Linked DNA regions of Mus musculus: regions 2, 3 and 4 are each linked to region 1. The links are chromatin contacts, called in public Hi-C and promoter capture Hi-C maps. All regions are on one chromosome and are shown on one strand. Each heading gives the region's core, a stretch centred on a gene start, on an enhancer-like site or on the middle of the called end of the contact. The rest is flanking DNA. Distances are from core to core; before and after follow the strand shown.

Evidence for each region. Hi-C and Micro-C count contacts between places; a contact is called where the count stands out from the background. Capture Hi-C pulls out chosen DNA fragments and counts their contacts.
Region 2: a promoter capture Hi-C map of pancreatic islet shows a contact between it and region 1. The contact joins the promoter of Mat1a here to the promoter of Sh2d4b in region 1. A contact is called at or near these places in 1 of 39 promoter capture datasets (the C10 cell line) and 1 of 9 other capture datasets (pancreatic islet).
Region 3: a contact with region 1 is called in a promoter capture Hi-C map of liver. The contact joins the promoter of Dydc1 here to the promoter of Sh2d4b in region 1. A contact is called at or near these places in 13 of 39 promoter capture datasets (the 3T3-L1 cell line, 3T3-L1-derived adipocytes, the C10 cell line and 7 more) and 2 of 9 other capture datasets (adipose tissue and liver).
Region 4: a Hi-C map of extraembryonic ectoderm shows a contact between it and region 1, with 2.1 times the contacts expected there. The contact joins the enhancer-like site here to the promoter of Sh2d4b in region 1. A contact is called at or near these places in 5 of 39 promoter capture datasets (the C10 cell line, embryonic stem cells, hematopoietic stem and progenitor cells and 2 more), 3 of 15 datasets of contacts at CTCF or cohesin (the G1E-ER4 cell line, embryonic stem cells and large pre-B cells), 16 of 484 Hi-C or Micro-C datasets (the C3H10T1/2 cell line, the CH12 cell line, the G1E-ER4 cell line and 11 more), 6 of 115 datasets of contacts at active chromatin or transcription factors (CD8 T cells, cardiomyocytes, embryonic stem cells and 1 more) and 4 of 9 other capture datasets (adipose tissue, embryonic stem cells, liver and 1 more).

The regions. Positions count from the first base shown.
Region 1 is chr14:40,891,374-40,894,818 of GRCm38.p6, forward strand. It overlaps Sh2d4b (SH2 domain containing 4B), which reads right to left and starts at 1,941. Exons shown (of 8, transcript NM_177816.4): 1 at 1,409-1,941. The coding sequence starts at 1,592.
Region 2 is chr14:41,103,221-41,106,665 of GRCm38.p6, forward strand. It overlaps Mat1a (methionine adenosyltransferase I, alpha), which reads left to right and starts at 1,813. Exons shown (of 10, transcript NM_133653.3): 1 at 1,813-2,040; 2 at 2,127-2,464. The coding sequence starts at 2,371.
Region 3 is chr14:41,071,219-41,074,663 of GRCm38.p6, forward strand. It overlaps Dydc1 (DPY30 domain containing 1), which reads left to right and starts at 1,693. Exons shown (of 8, transcript NM_027094.1): 1 at 1,693-1,820. It also overlaps a transcript of Dydc2 not described here.
Region 4 is chr14:41,032,059-41,035,503 of GRCm38.p6, forward strand. No RefSeq gene overlaps it. Among named protein-coding and RNA genes, the nearest start is that of Prxl2a, 20 kb to the left of the region's middle. Within about 2 kb of position 1,878, at least 8 of the 459 cell types and tissues checked have an H3K27ac peak or open chromatin away from gene starts, as enhancers often do. A contact at or near this core is called in the CH12 cell line, extraembryonic ectoderm and liver, where this site is marked.

The DNA.
Region 1 (3,445 bases), core at 691-3,190:
CATTATTGGTGACTCTGCATTTACTTTATTGTAATGTTTTCAAAGGGACCATAAAGTGTGTACAACATACACAAAAGCTAGTCTCCGTAGCAGAATCTAGAATGTGCAAGGTGCCTTAGCACACCTGATGCTGGCTAGAGGTCCCAAGTAGGTCTGTTAGCCCCAGTACATGGCTTTAACTGACAAATGACTTTGAATATAAAGTACCTGAAAGACAGGTTGGGTCTTTGCTTCTTGCCGGAAGTTGCTATTGCCATTTGGAGATGATGACTCATTATGCGAGGAAATTTTCTGGCATCCTTCTGGCAGATGCGCAGTGGGACTATAAACACAACCCACAGCATCCTCTCACATGAAGACGTGGGCTGTGGAGTACACTGTGGGCTGTGATATAGAGTAGAGACCTAAGCTGAGAATCAGAGTCTATATGCCAGGGAGGAAGGACCTAGTTATCTTCAATGTATTCTGACTAGAACTGCTATTGAGGGTGAAAGTATAACAAAGTAAAAACAGAATTCTAGGCCTTTAGGCCCAGGCTTGGGAATGTGGCCTTTGTAAAGGTATGCTAATCATAAAACAGATAGCGACATTCCTCCACCCACCCACTTCCTGGGTTCAAAGAGTGCTCATTCAAAGAAAGTCACCCTGACCATTACCAGAACCTGCAATGCAAATGTGCTATAGTTAGGGGCTCTTAGAAGCTGTCTTGAGAGTTAACAATTACCAGGTATTCCTTGTGACTCTTAACTGGTATCTTTGGTATCTTCCAACAACGCCCTCCCCACTTCCTTGAGTTGTGGTTTCTTCCTTTAAATACCCCCTTACCCAGCTACTCGGGCCGCCGTGGTCCTCTACCCCTGCGTGGTGTATGACTGTGGGCCGGAGAGCGCTCTTGAATAAAAATCCTCTTGCAGTTTGCAACAAGACCGTTTCTTGTGGGGGATTTTGGGGTGTCGCCTCTCCTGAGTCAGAACGTGGGAGAGTCCTCACTTTGTGGGTCTTTCAAGGGTAGAGAATATGCCCTTGGTCTGGGCATATACCTTACTAGTAGAGTACACAAAGCCTCAGACTCAATTCCCAGAATCAGAAAAAGAAAGAAGACAATGGTCTCTGTTATGCACCATGCAATTGTCAAGCATCAGATTCCACAGCGCCTTCTTTGAAGTGAGGAAGTCTACACTTCCCCAGCCCATCTGAGTCCTGCATAGTCCCTGCCACATTCTTCTATAATCCTGGTTGGAAACCCAAGCTAGTGGGACTAAAGGCCCCAGCACAAGGCTTCCAAATCCCCAGTCTTTATCACACTAGTGCCCATACGAAAGGAGAACCCAGCCTTGACTCGTTAACTTTCTCATTATTAGTTAAGATTTGGTGACCCGCCCCCCACCCCCACCCCCAAGCCACATACCTCTCTTGACCTTTGCGGGCCTCAGGCCCTCTGCCTGAGCCAGGGCATCCCACGCCTCCCGTTCCCTCCATCGCCGCAGCTGCTCCTCTCGCATCTTATAGAAGAGGATGTGCTTCTGCACATCGCTGAGCTCGGCCAACAGCTCCGGGTCGATGTACATGTCCTGCAGGATCTGCTGCAGCATGATGCTGTGGGGGACGCACACCGGAGTGCAGCCAGTCAGAACTCCAAGGCTACACAAGATCCCTGGGCCAGGCCAGCGCCTTGAGCCAATTCTGCCCTAGCTCCTCACTTTGGAGTCACTCCAGATGACCTCTCCTTGGACAGCATCTTTGTCCTGTCTCAGCTCCCAGCCAATGATGGATTCATATCGGCCAGGACAGCATTATTCACCCAAGCAGCAAGAACCAAGGGGCTCTGAGAGGTAGCAGAGGCAGAGAGCTGTCTAGTCCTGGCTTCCTATTAAGATCACTTATCATTAAATTACCACATTTCAGCAGTGTTGTGGCTTCACCTGGGGTTTCTACAACAATAAGGCTCCAAACATCTGCTCAGACCCAAATCCACCTGGGTCGGGAGGTGTCGAGTGATCTGTTAGTGGAAGGTAACAATGACACCAGCTGTATCAGTGACACTGGCCCGGCCAGCTGAGAACTGATCCCTCCCCTGCAGATAAGAGGGGGTGGGGAAGAAGTTGTTTGCCTACTAATTCCATGTCTTTTGAGCCAATGTCAGAGGCCTATGCAACTTTCAAAAGCTTCTGGGACCCCAGGTGCCACAACTGTATCTGCTTCACCATGAGCAACCTTCCTCATTTCAGGGCACCTGGAAGATAATGTTATTACTTCTTAAAGTGCCTTGGGGAGGAAATGCCTTCCCTCCTATCTGTTTTGGATTCAAACTGGCGAACAAAATGGAATCAGTAGAAGAAATGTAGGGGTTATTACCTTACCACAGTGCTCATGACCATAAAGATGACATCATTTCCTTTCCCTAGAGCAGACTTTTAAACTCTGCATGTGCTTAAAGACAGGCCTCCCCAGTGGGCCATTTGGGAGGTTGTTGTTGATATCTTTGTTGTCCAAGTCCTTGCTAGTCTGCTTTAATACAAATGTCCAGGCTTCTGCTTTGAGGTGGGTAGGAGCTGCTCTTGCTGAGACCCGAGGCTCCCTTTCTAATAAGCTTGCTTGCAGAGCTGTTCATAGGTGTCCTTTTATCCAGACAGGAAAGCCCAGGAAGGTAGTGCATGCCTCGGGCTATGCAGCCAGTAGGCTGCCGCAGCAGCGCTCCACCCAGATTTCAAATTTGACATCCTCTTCGTAGTTTAAAGCTGCAACCCTATCCGGAGAAAACAGGCAAGATCTGGCACTGTGAGCAGGTTGGATTGGTGGTATCAGTTTCTCCACTTCCCTAGGGATGGAAGAGGGATCCGGAAACCAAGAGAAATGGTAGAGACCCGGAGTCTGAATCTGTCTCTCTCTGCAAGACTGACACAAAAGTAAGCAGAACCAAGCGGAGTCTCTCCAGTTAAGCCCACAGGGTCAAAAACGAATGTGGCAGCCAGACACCCTCCTCTCAGGCCAGTCCCTTTTCCTCTCTCAAGCCGGTTTTGGTCGGCGTTTTATCCCAGGCAATAGGGAAGCAAATTGGGACACTGGTGAACCAAAGGCAGGAAGGACATCTAGCCTCTGTGTCCCCAGATTCTTAAAAGAACAGGATAGAAGGCAGAGAAAACACTATTAAAAGCAGAGGAATGGTTCCAGGCCTTTGAAAGCAGTGGCGTCCTGGGATTTGTAAACGAATAGGAGAAATTACTCCATTAGTGCTACTGAGGCTCTGTTTGCGGGGGAGGAGCGCTCCCTAGCAATCCCAGGTCAGTGGGGCAGGAGGCCAATTGATACCAAATACGTGAACCTGACCCAGCCACGGGCTGTGTCAGATTTCTGGAACACTAAGGGGGCGGTTCCGCCACTCTGGGCTCCTTGAGTGCTCTTATCCACGTGTTCCTGGAAGCTGCGTCTGGCTTGGCGCGCCCCC
Region 2 (3,445 bases), core at 563-3,062, 210 kb after region 1:
CCTAAATAGTCTAATCTCATTTTTACAGTAATTCTATAAGGCAGGTAATAATTTTTCCTGTTGCTGAGCTATGCAGGTTTGCTCTGGGCTGTGTAGTAGTTTAGAGAAACAACTGAGGCTTCAGCCCTGAAGCCTGAACTGCTACCTGCAATAGTCTGTGATTTCTTATCATTTATTTTAAGAAAAAAACAGGAGGTATCCTTGTATATAGAAGCCATATTGTCCAGAGCTCAGGCAGGAGCTAGACTGAATCAGTTGCCTTCAGGATTTTTCCCTCACTTTGAATTGATGGCACCAATTTCTGAAAGCCCTATTTCTGTATAAAGAACATCTAACAGGTACCCTCTGCCCCATGATGTTATTACTCATTTTGAAATTCAAAAGAGAGGTGCCTTGTTTTCTGTCTCCTTGCTGGATCTAAGAACCTTAAAGAATTATTAATAATTAGACTTTAAGTTGCTCTTGAAGCATATTTATAATGTTGCTACAGTTCTACTAGCTAGGGTAACCTAGGCCTATGCTTCAAATTACACATTAGTTTGTATTGTCTCTAGGTTTGAAACTAATGTACCCAAAAGTAATTTACAAAGAGACAATGATGTTGAAATATTTTCAGCACAAACACTGAGGCATATAAAGTTTGCAAGACCAAGGGGCCTCTCTTCCCAATGATGGCTGACTAGGCCATCTTCTGCAGCTAGAGACACAAGCTCCGGGGGGTGGGGTAGGGTACTGGTTAGTTCATATTGTTGTTCTACTTATTGGGTTGCAGACCCCTTTAGCTCCTTGGTTACTTTCTCTAGCTCCTCCATTGGGGGCCCTGTGTTCCATCCAATAGCTCACTGTGAGCCCAGTGTCCCTTTCGATCCCATGTTTTAGCAGTCATGTACCTAAGCAAGTTAGCTCACTTCTTGTTAAGTGCTTTGATAGCTGTGCAGTTACAAGCAGCCTCGTAGCATCCCATATCGATTTATTGTAGTTTTAATTTCCTAGAGTGACTGTTTTGATTAACTAACCTCAAGGTTTGGAGCACTAGAATTTGTGCCAGAAAAAAACCCCAAAAGTGTATAAAGTGCCTGTATAAGTGCAGGGCAGGTTTTAGCCACTAAGGTTAGTTGTTTTGGACATTACCTCCTCCTATTTTGAGCTTCCTCCAGTCCACTCTGTAGGCACAAGGCTTTGGTTGGTTACTTTTTATTGTATTCTAGAAGGAACTGGTTTCTTACTAATCTCCTGTCTGGTCTCAACTTCCCATTACTCAAACATTGTAGATCTGAGAGTAGGAGAAAACCTGCAGACAGACGCTATCATTTTTGACACAAGCTAATTAAGGATACTATCAATCCTGCATAGAATGAAGTTATAGGAACTTCATGTGTTTATGAGAGGAACAAAACTGAACTCACGGAAGTTTGTCACATGTTGGGGGGGGGGATACTAAACCGGAATACTAATTTGCACATAATGAATCTGTTTCTCAAAATTCCATTTTAAAAAATTAATAATCTTTGTGTCCTGGATCACCCACCAGCGCCACTACCAAACCTCTAGCTTGTTAATGTGTTTGCAGGTCTCTTAGAGATATTGACAGCTTAGGTGATTTCTTGTGTCAGGAAAAAAAAATGCGGGCGGCAAAGATTTCCCTCGAACTAAAGCGAATCTGTTGTGTAATGGTACAGCTGGTTCAGGGTACAGGTGCACTCTCTTGGCTCCTGTTCTGCGCTGAGGAGGTAGAGGGGGCGAGCCCAATCCAGAGCAGGTGTGGGGGTGGAGAGAAGCCTTCACAGCAGAGCCTCACTGTGTTGCAACCTTAGCCCATACCAAATCTCTGGGAGACTTTCTGGCTGCCCATGAGTAACTCCAGGCCCCCAGGTCTCCAGAGTGGGATGGTATCCCGGGAACCACTCAGAGATTAGCTAAGGAGCTGAAGGAAGTCCGAAAGGCACTTCCGGTCCGAGAGGCTAAACAGCCTTCCTAATCTCACTTAGACCACAGACTTGCCACTTGAGACATCAGAGCTGAAGGCTGAAATTCCTCAAGGTAAAAAGACCTCCCCCCTTCCAGGAAATGGACTCCTCCACTGTCCTTGCTTGATTATTCAGGCACTTTCACTTTTCCATATATAGGAGTCACCTGGGAGCAAGCTGCGACCAGCCTGGAGTGACACATCTGTATTCCATCCGCTATCTCCCTCTTTGCCCATCCTTACCCTGTCCTCATATGCTCATAGGCACTTAGGCAGAAGTCATCTCCTCGGGATTCTGCCAAAGATCTGCCTGTTGGGTTTGTAGGGGGAGGATAAGAAAAGAAAGAAAAGAAAAAGCTCTGAAGTTGTCACTTTGGAGAAGTGAAGTCGAAAAGTGTGGCACAATGAATGGACCTGTGGATGGCTTGTGTGACCATTCTCTAAGTGAAGAGGGAGCCTTCATGTTCACATCAGAATCTGTAGGAGAGGGGCATCCAGGTAAGTAGGTTGCCTTGAACTCAGGTAATCCTGCCATCCCCAGCCTGTGCCAGGAGTTACTTTTACTAGGTACCTTAAAAACAAGGTTCATCCATTGCTGTAGAGACTCTTTGCAGGAAGTGTGCTTTCTTTGCTGGTTGTAAAGGTGTCACCCATCTTGAAGACTAGGAGGATGGTTCTCAAATAGGAAAAAGTTTTGCATGTGAGCCATGCACAGGTTAGAAAGGAATAGCACTGCACTCTAATGGCTGCTGAGTCGGAGCTGCAGATGGCAAGGATCTCAGAGATGCTTTTCTGACACAGTATGAACTTCCTAAAGAGCAGTGCTTTTCAATGTGTGGGTCTTGACTCCTTGAGAGTCAAATAACCCCTTCTCAGGGGTCACCTAAGACCACCAGAAAACACTGTTTTGAATTGTTCATAACAGTAGCAAAATGACAGTTATGAAGTAGCATCAAAAATAACTTTGGTTGGGGGTTACTACAACATGAGGAACTGTATTAAAAGGTCACAGTATTAGGAAGCTTCAGAACCACTGCTATAGAGGAACATTCAAACATTGTTTTGGTTCTTGAAAGGGGGATGGATTGTGATGGAAAGCTACAGACAATTGTCAGTGACAGGACCCTGAGTAGGTAGTCACAAGTTCTGACTGTAGGACAGAGGTTGTCAAGCTGTATAGTACAGAGGCATCACATCACAAGGCTCAATGACGCCAAGGGCTGGGACTTACTCCCATCGTGTCCAATTTGGTAGGTCTTGATAGGTAGATGCTTAAGAATTCTAATTTATAACAGCTTTTAGGAGGTGCTGCTTCTGCTGGTATGGGAATACCACATTGAGAACAACTGATCTAGGAGAGCTCTGGGGTTGATAACCATTGTTCTAGGAGAAACCTGGATTTAGGCACACTGATTTGAGGATTTGAGAACTTATTCACATCCTTCTGGGCGATATGTTGTGTCACCAAGTGACTTGTCA
Region 3 (3,445 bases), core at 443-2,942, 180 kb after region 1:
ACCTCTGGCATTTGTCACTGTCTTAGTCACGGTTTCTATTCCTGCACATAACATCATGGCCAAGTTGGAGAAGAAAGGGTTTTTTCAGCTTATACTTTCCACATTGCTGTTCATCACCAAAAGAAGTCAGGACTGGAACTAAGCAGGTCAGGAAGCAGGAGCTGATGCAGAGGCCATGGAGGGATGCTCTTTACTGGTTTGCTTCCCCTGGCTTGCTCAGCCTGCTCTCTTATAGAACCCAAGACTACCAGCCCAGAGATGGTCCCACCCACAATGGGCCCTCCCCACTTGATCACTAATTGAGAAAATGCCTTACAGCTAGATCTCATGGAGGCATTTCCTCAACTGAAGCTTCTTTCTCTGTGATAACTCCAGCCTGTGTCAAGCTGACACACAAAACCAGCCAGTACAGTCACATACTAAGTCCTGAGTAAATATGTCTGAGTGCTCTGATGTTGGGGGTAGGTGGGTAGAGGGAGGGCTCATTCGTTGTTGATCCATTAGTGTCCCTTCTTGCATTTATGAAAGCCTCTACCACTAAGCAATGCCATGCCCATAGTTTGCTTTTTCTTGCTCTGATAAACACCATGACCAATAGCGAACTGGGGGACAAAAGGATTTATCTGGTTTACAGATTACAGTCAGTCGTCATCAAGGAAAGCCAAGCCAGGAACTCAGTGCAAGAGCATGAAACAGTAACTATGACAGAAATGCTGCTTACAGGCTCGCTTTCCCTGGCTGACTCTGCTACCTTTTCCTTCCTTTCCTTTTCCCCTTTTCCTTTTCTTTTTTTTCTTTTTTTCCTTTTCCTTCCTTCCTTCCTTGCTTGACAGGGTTTCTATGTGTGGCCCTGGTTGTCCTGGAACTCACTCTGTAGACCAGGCTGGCCTCGAACTCAGAAATCTGCCTGCCTCTGCCTCCTGAGTGCTGGGATTAAAGGTGTGCACCACCACTGCCCGGCTTCAGCTACCTTTCTTACACAGCACAAGTCCACCTTCTCAGGGATGGGCACTCGCAGCTCATAGTGGGCATATGCCCATAATTAGCAATCAAGAAAACGCTTCACAGACATACATGCCCACAAGTCAGTCTGATGGAGGCAGTTCTTCATTTGAGATTTCCTCCTTCAAGGTATATCTAGGTTTGTGTCACGTTGACAAAAACTAACCAAGCACATCAGGGGAAAGTGCATAGGAGGGCCTGGCAGAGGGTGCCTTTGGGTAACCTGAAGTTGCTTGCGTTTGAGTTTGCTCTGAAAGGTGTGGAGTCTTAAAATTGCCAAGCCGACAACAAGCTTGCAGCTTTAATCCCCAGGGATCAAAGGAGTCTCCCCTGACTTTCAAAGATCTGCTGGTCCACAGGGCTCCTATCTAAGGGTTCCTATGCCTGCTAGGTTCCAAGTCTCTGTCCCGCTGTTTCTCCACAGTGCTTCCTCTCCCATAAATCTGGTTCTCCCATCTGCGTGCGTGCCCCATCCCCTACAGTGCGCACTCCAAGCTCAGGCTAGAGAACGCCACCCCTCCCACGCCCACTCCCACCCCCACTCCCACTGCGCGAATTCCCCTTTCATTTCTCTTTGCCTCCACTGATTGGGTAGCAATGGAACCTTAGCGCTACACTTGAGCGTGCTCTCGTTGCCAGGCAACGGGACGCGACTCACTGGCAGGTGGCCAGAACGTGCATCAGCTGCGTGGACCAAGGAGGCTGGGCCGTTTTCCTTCGAACCGGTTCTCTAGTGTCTCTGCAGAAGCAGTTGTCAAATTTTCACCTTGCGAGTCATAACCCGGAGGCGGAGGTCTCAACCCGGAGTCCGAGAGAGGGTTAGTTCCCCTTCTCCTCCCTCCTCTCTTCCGGTTTCTCCTCTTTCTCTTCCTCCTCCCATCTCCGGCCCACTAGCCACCCAATAGGAAAACTAACCTAAGTGTCTAGGTTGGTGGCTGCCTGATTGAAATTTGTTTTTAGACAAACAGGTTACTTTCCAGCACAAATATACTAGAAGACAATTATTCATTGTTTCTCAGAAATTCAAGTTGAATTAGGTCTGCTGTAGTTTTGAGTGCCGAATCCAGCACCTCTTCCCAGGCCCTGGCAGAGGACATCCTTCAGTGGCTCAAAGCAGCTGCTCCAGTTCAGAGGCAGGTGTTTCTGTGGGGACGGACTTTCTTTCTGTGGAGTTGAGTGCACACTGGTGTTTGTTGGGAAATAACATTTCTTAGGACAGAAGAGATGGCTATGAGTTTCCTCACATGACCAGGACATGTATGTTACAGAAATGACGGAGGGACCTCATGAAAACCCCACTGAGAATGCTAAGCAGCTGCCAGAAACCCCAGAAAGACCCTGGCCAAAATTCTAGATCAGAGGTCCCTCCTTGACAACCATTGTTCCTTTCTCACGTTTTATGATTTTGGAGCAGCAGAAAGAGTATCTTCCATGTTTTATGTAACTGAACTTCAAATAACATTGATATGTCCACATGGTGATTTTATCTCTATAAATAAATTTTCATAATGTTTTTCTCTTTGTGGTTAGGACACCAGTGCCAACCTAGTTGGAAATCAGCTCATTTGTGCCAGCTCCAGTCAGTTCCTAGGGCTACACTTACACATACATGTGTATATTCCTTTGGTAGCAGAAGCAATTGCTATGTCACCCTTTCCTCCTGCATTGTGACTCACTAGGAATCCACTCCTTATTTTAGAGAGCATCTCCATTCCCTTATATTGTCTCTGGATTCCATGGTATTGTATGTAATTGAACCTCTACCTGGACATTCAAGTGGCGTTTCAGTCTGACTATGGTAATAATGTACAAATACCATGTTCTCATGTCATTTCAGTCTTGAGTCTGCACCTTTGAGACAGGAGTCAAGAACTGCAATGGTGAACATATTCTGATCTTTTAATATCATTGTGTCCCAATTCTGGGCTTGGGTGGAATCATTTGTTTGGTCTGTTATTGTCCATCTGCAAATCCTATATGAGGTAAATAGAAATAGTCAATCCCCCAAAACTCATGCATCTGCCTTCATATCTGAAAAGACAGGGAAACAGCTGGGAGTGGGCATATATTTGCTCATGTGCCACCATGGAGAGACAGTGGTGCACACACACACATACACACACACACACACTCACATCCTCTCGAGTGTGCACATAACATACACAAATGAGCATGCGCACACATACTCACACATTTTATACACTTCTTCGGCAGCATGACAAGGGATGTAGGATCTACTTGAAGCAGGGGAAACTCCCTTGTACTGCTTGACAAAACTCTGGAGCCAGACATGATCTGTGGCTTGAAGGTGAGGAGGTATGTTCCAAGAGTAGAGGAAGGAAAGGATTATTGAGATGGGAAAGTATAGGGTGTGATATGTAGAATGGCAGGAATAAGAGCCCATAAGATGTCAGGGAAGAGCTTGAGGTGAACCTAAAGGGAA
Region 4 (3,445 bases), core at 628-3,127, 140 kb after region 1:
CAGCCATGTTGTAATTCATGTAGCATGATGCCCTTGTTAGAAGCCAGGATCACGGCACTCTTTTAACTTCCATCTCTGCTTTCAAAATCAAGCACCAAAACTACCAACCATCCAACCATCCAACCATCCAACCAACCAACCAACCAACCATCCAACCAACCAACCAACTAACCATCCAATCAACCATCCAACCAACCAACCAACCAACCAACCAACCAACCAACCAACCAACCATCCAACCAACCAACCAACCAACCAACCAACCAACCAACCATCCAACCAACCAACCAACCAACCAACCAACCAACCAACCAACCAATCAGACAACAACAAAAACCTCCATAAATTTCGATAAATTATGCAGCCTTATGCATTTTTGTTATAGAAATAGAAAAGGGATTCAGACAGAACCAAACATAAAATAATATGACTTCTTCCTCATGGGCCTCTGTTTCCTTTATAGTCCTTCTACTCATTATCTTTCTTTGCAGTTACAAATAAAGCAGATTTAAGGAGTAGTTGAACTTGATAGGTGCTCAGTAAACAATCACTGCTATTTATGAGTTGTTCGTTGCTTTGCAGTCTTGCAAATTATTGACACCTATATAAGCCAAAGCAGGGCTTTTTTTCGCCCCAGAAAATTGTATGCTAATTAAATTTCCATGAAAAAAAAAACACAAAAGGAAACTTTTTATTTAGGCCTTTAAAAGTACTTTATTCTTTGTGATTTCATACATGTATACAATACATTTTGATCATATTTATTCTCCAGTCCCCTGTGACTCTTCTAAGCCCCATCCCACATGTGATGTCTACTTCTGTTTTGGTTTGTTTTAGTAGTCCACTGAGTCCAGTTTGTGCTGTGCCTACACTCATGAGTGTGGGATCGATCATCCGCCAGAGCCCTTAGCCCTAAAGAAGGCTGATTCTCCCTCTCCTAGAAGCTATGACTGTCAGTAGCACTTAGCTAGGGCTTCTTCCTCAACGCTGGAACATATAGGCTTCTCTTGACTTCTGGCTCTTACTGCTTTCTACCCTTTCTCTTGAGTTGATCCTTGGGATATGTGTGAGTGTGTGTGTGTGCGTGCGCGCAGACTGGTTTGCGAAGTGGTTAAAAGATCTATTTCCATGAGATAGAAAGAATGAGTTCAAGAGATCTACTGTCCAGCATGCAAACTATAGTTAATCAGGTATGCATATAAGAAAATCACTAAGGAAGAGCAATAATGAATATGCTAATTATTTCTATATTTAGCCATTCCACAATGTATACATATTTCAAGTCATTATGTTGTACACTATAAATATATGTAGGTTTTGTTAAGTGAAGAAGCCAAACCAAACCAACCAAACAAACAATAACAACAACAAAAACTAACCAACCAAACAAAGAAAACCCACCACCACCACCAAAAAAAAAAAAAAAAAAAAATTCCTAGTTGCGGCAGAGGCAAGTTAAAGTCATGAAGCACTGCTGCCACCCTGTGGCTATATAACGTAAAGCAGCTGGTCTCTCATCCACAGAGAAAGTACTGGAAGGGGGGAGGGGGAGGGGCACTGGCTACTTGTAACTACAAGAACTGTCTTAAAATTACGTGAGTCCAAGAATGATGGTAAGAACTGTGGTATCATCAGAAGCTTGGGAATTCTTGGTGACCCAGGCATGTCCTTCACAGAACATTTAAGTGTCAGAGAAGCCGAGGATGAGGGCATTTCAGTGGGTTCTTTCACTGTTTAAGTGGATAAAAAAAGAACGGAAGAACGTGACAGAGAATCACATCTCCCTCCCACAGCCTAGCTTTCCCATTACACTGTGGGTAGAACGACTTTAGAAAGCTCCCAAAGGCCTGCTGAACCCCAGATAAGGACCAGCAAGTTCAAAAGTCCAAAGAGAACAAATCACACAGTGAAATATTAATACATTTGCCCTGCCCCGGGGAGGAAGAGGTTCCTAGGACTAGCAGATCCCTCACAATCCAAACAGCCTGAGAGTAATACAGAAAGGGATGCCGTCAGAGAAGTTACTCCATGATTGTCAGGTGCTGGGGCCTTCTCTTTTGTTATAAAGAGAGAGACAACATGACTAAGGCAAGTTACAGAAGAAAGAGTTTATTAGGGCTTTACAGTACAGAGGGTAAGACCATGACCATCATAGCAGGGAGCGTGGGGACAGGCAGACAGATGTGGCACTGTGGTAGTAGCTGAGAGCTCATTCACAATTCTGAGACAGAAGCAGGGAGGAAAGAAGGGAAAGAGGAAGGGAGGAGAGACAGAGAGAGAGAGGAGGAGGAGGAGGAGGAGGAGGAGAGAGAGAGAGAGAGAGAGAGAGAGAGAGAGAGAGAGAGAGAGAGAGAGAGAGAGAGAGAGAGAGACTGAGTGAGCTTGGTGTGGGCTTCTGAAACCGCAAAGCCTGAACCCAGAGACTCACTTCCTTCAACAAGGCCATACATCCAAGTCCTTCCTAAATACTGCCATCAACTTGGGACCAAACATTCAAACATAACGACCATTCTCGTCCAAACTACCACACCATGCAAGTCACAACAAAGCTAAACTATAAATAGGATTCCACAGTGGTGAAAATGAAGACACAAAGTTGCTCATTTGCATATTAACAAGGTTTGCTTAAAATTATTTACTGCAAATGAAATTTTTGTGTATATGTTTTGAGTTTTATAAAGGGCTCAGAATCATGCTAGAGAATTTGAAGCAACATAGAAAAGCATAATAAAACACAAATTTAGTAGTAATCCTATCACTCAAAGGGCCATCTTTCTACACAGTTCTTTACACATACATTTAAATATATATGTACACATGCATATACATACAAGCATGTATATATAAACACATGAATGCATACATGCATGTACACACACGTGCTCACCCTTAGACGATGCATTTGTTAGGACAACTAACTTACTACATTATCACTCTTTCAACTACATAATATCCATAGTGGGATAGTTCAATAATGAATTTTGTTCAATCTAATTATATACCTGAAATATTTTAGAAAGGTGAGTACCATATCAAAATAATTTTTTATATAATCCCTTCTCTTACGGTTAAGTCCTCATCTGTGCCTTTTTATCTTGTTCTGTGAGGTTGCTTAAGGAAATGTTCAGATCTTTTAAGAAAATTCTAGATGCTAGTCAGATCTATACATCAGAATCTGGTGTATAAAGCAAGATTCTGGAGTTTAATCCACTAATTATGAAACCTGAAATGTTTACAGGAGATGGTCCTCAGGCCAGTAGCACCTCCTCACTTGCGGCTCTTGGCTCTATGCTGCCCCCTCGTGGTAAAAAGAGGTAACTGGAGCTGTTCTTAGCCACCTCCTCCAGTTAAGCCTGATTTTTTCCTTCTCCCTCGGGTATTTGAAAGAAAAGGAATTGTTTGATGACAAAACTTTCTGAGGAGACTCAACACACATCTACGCACA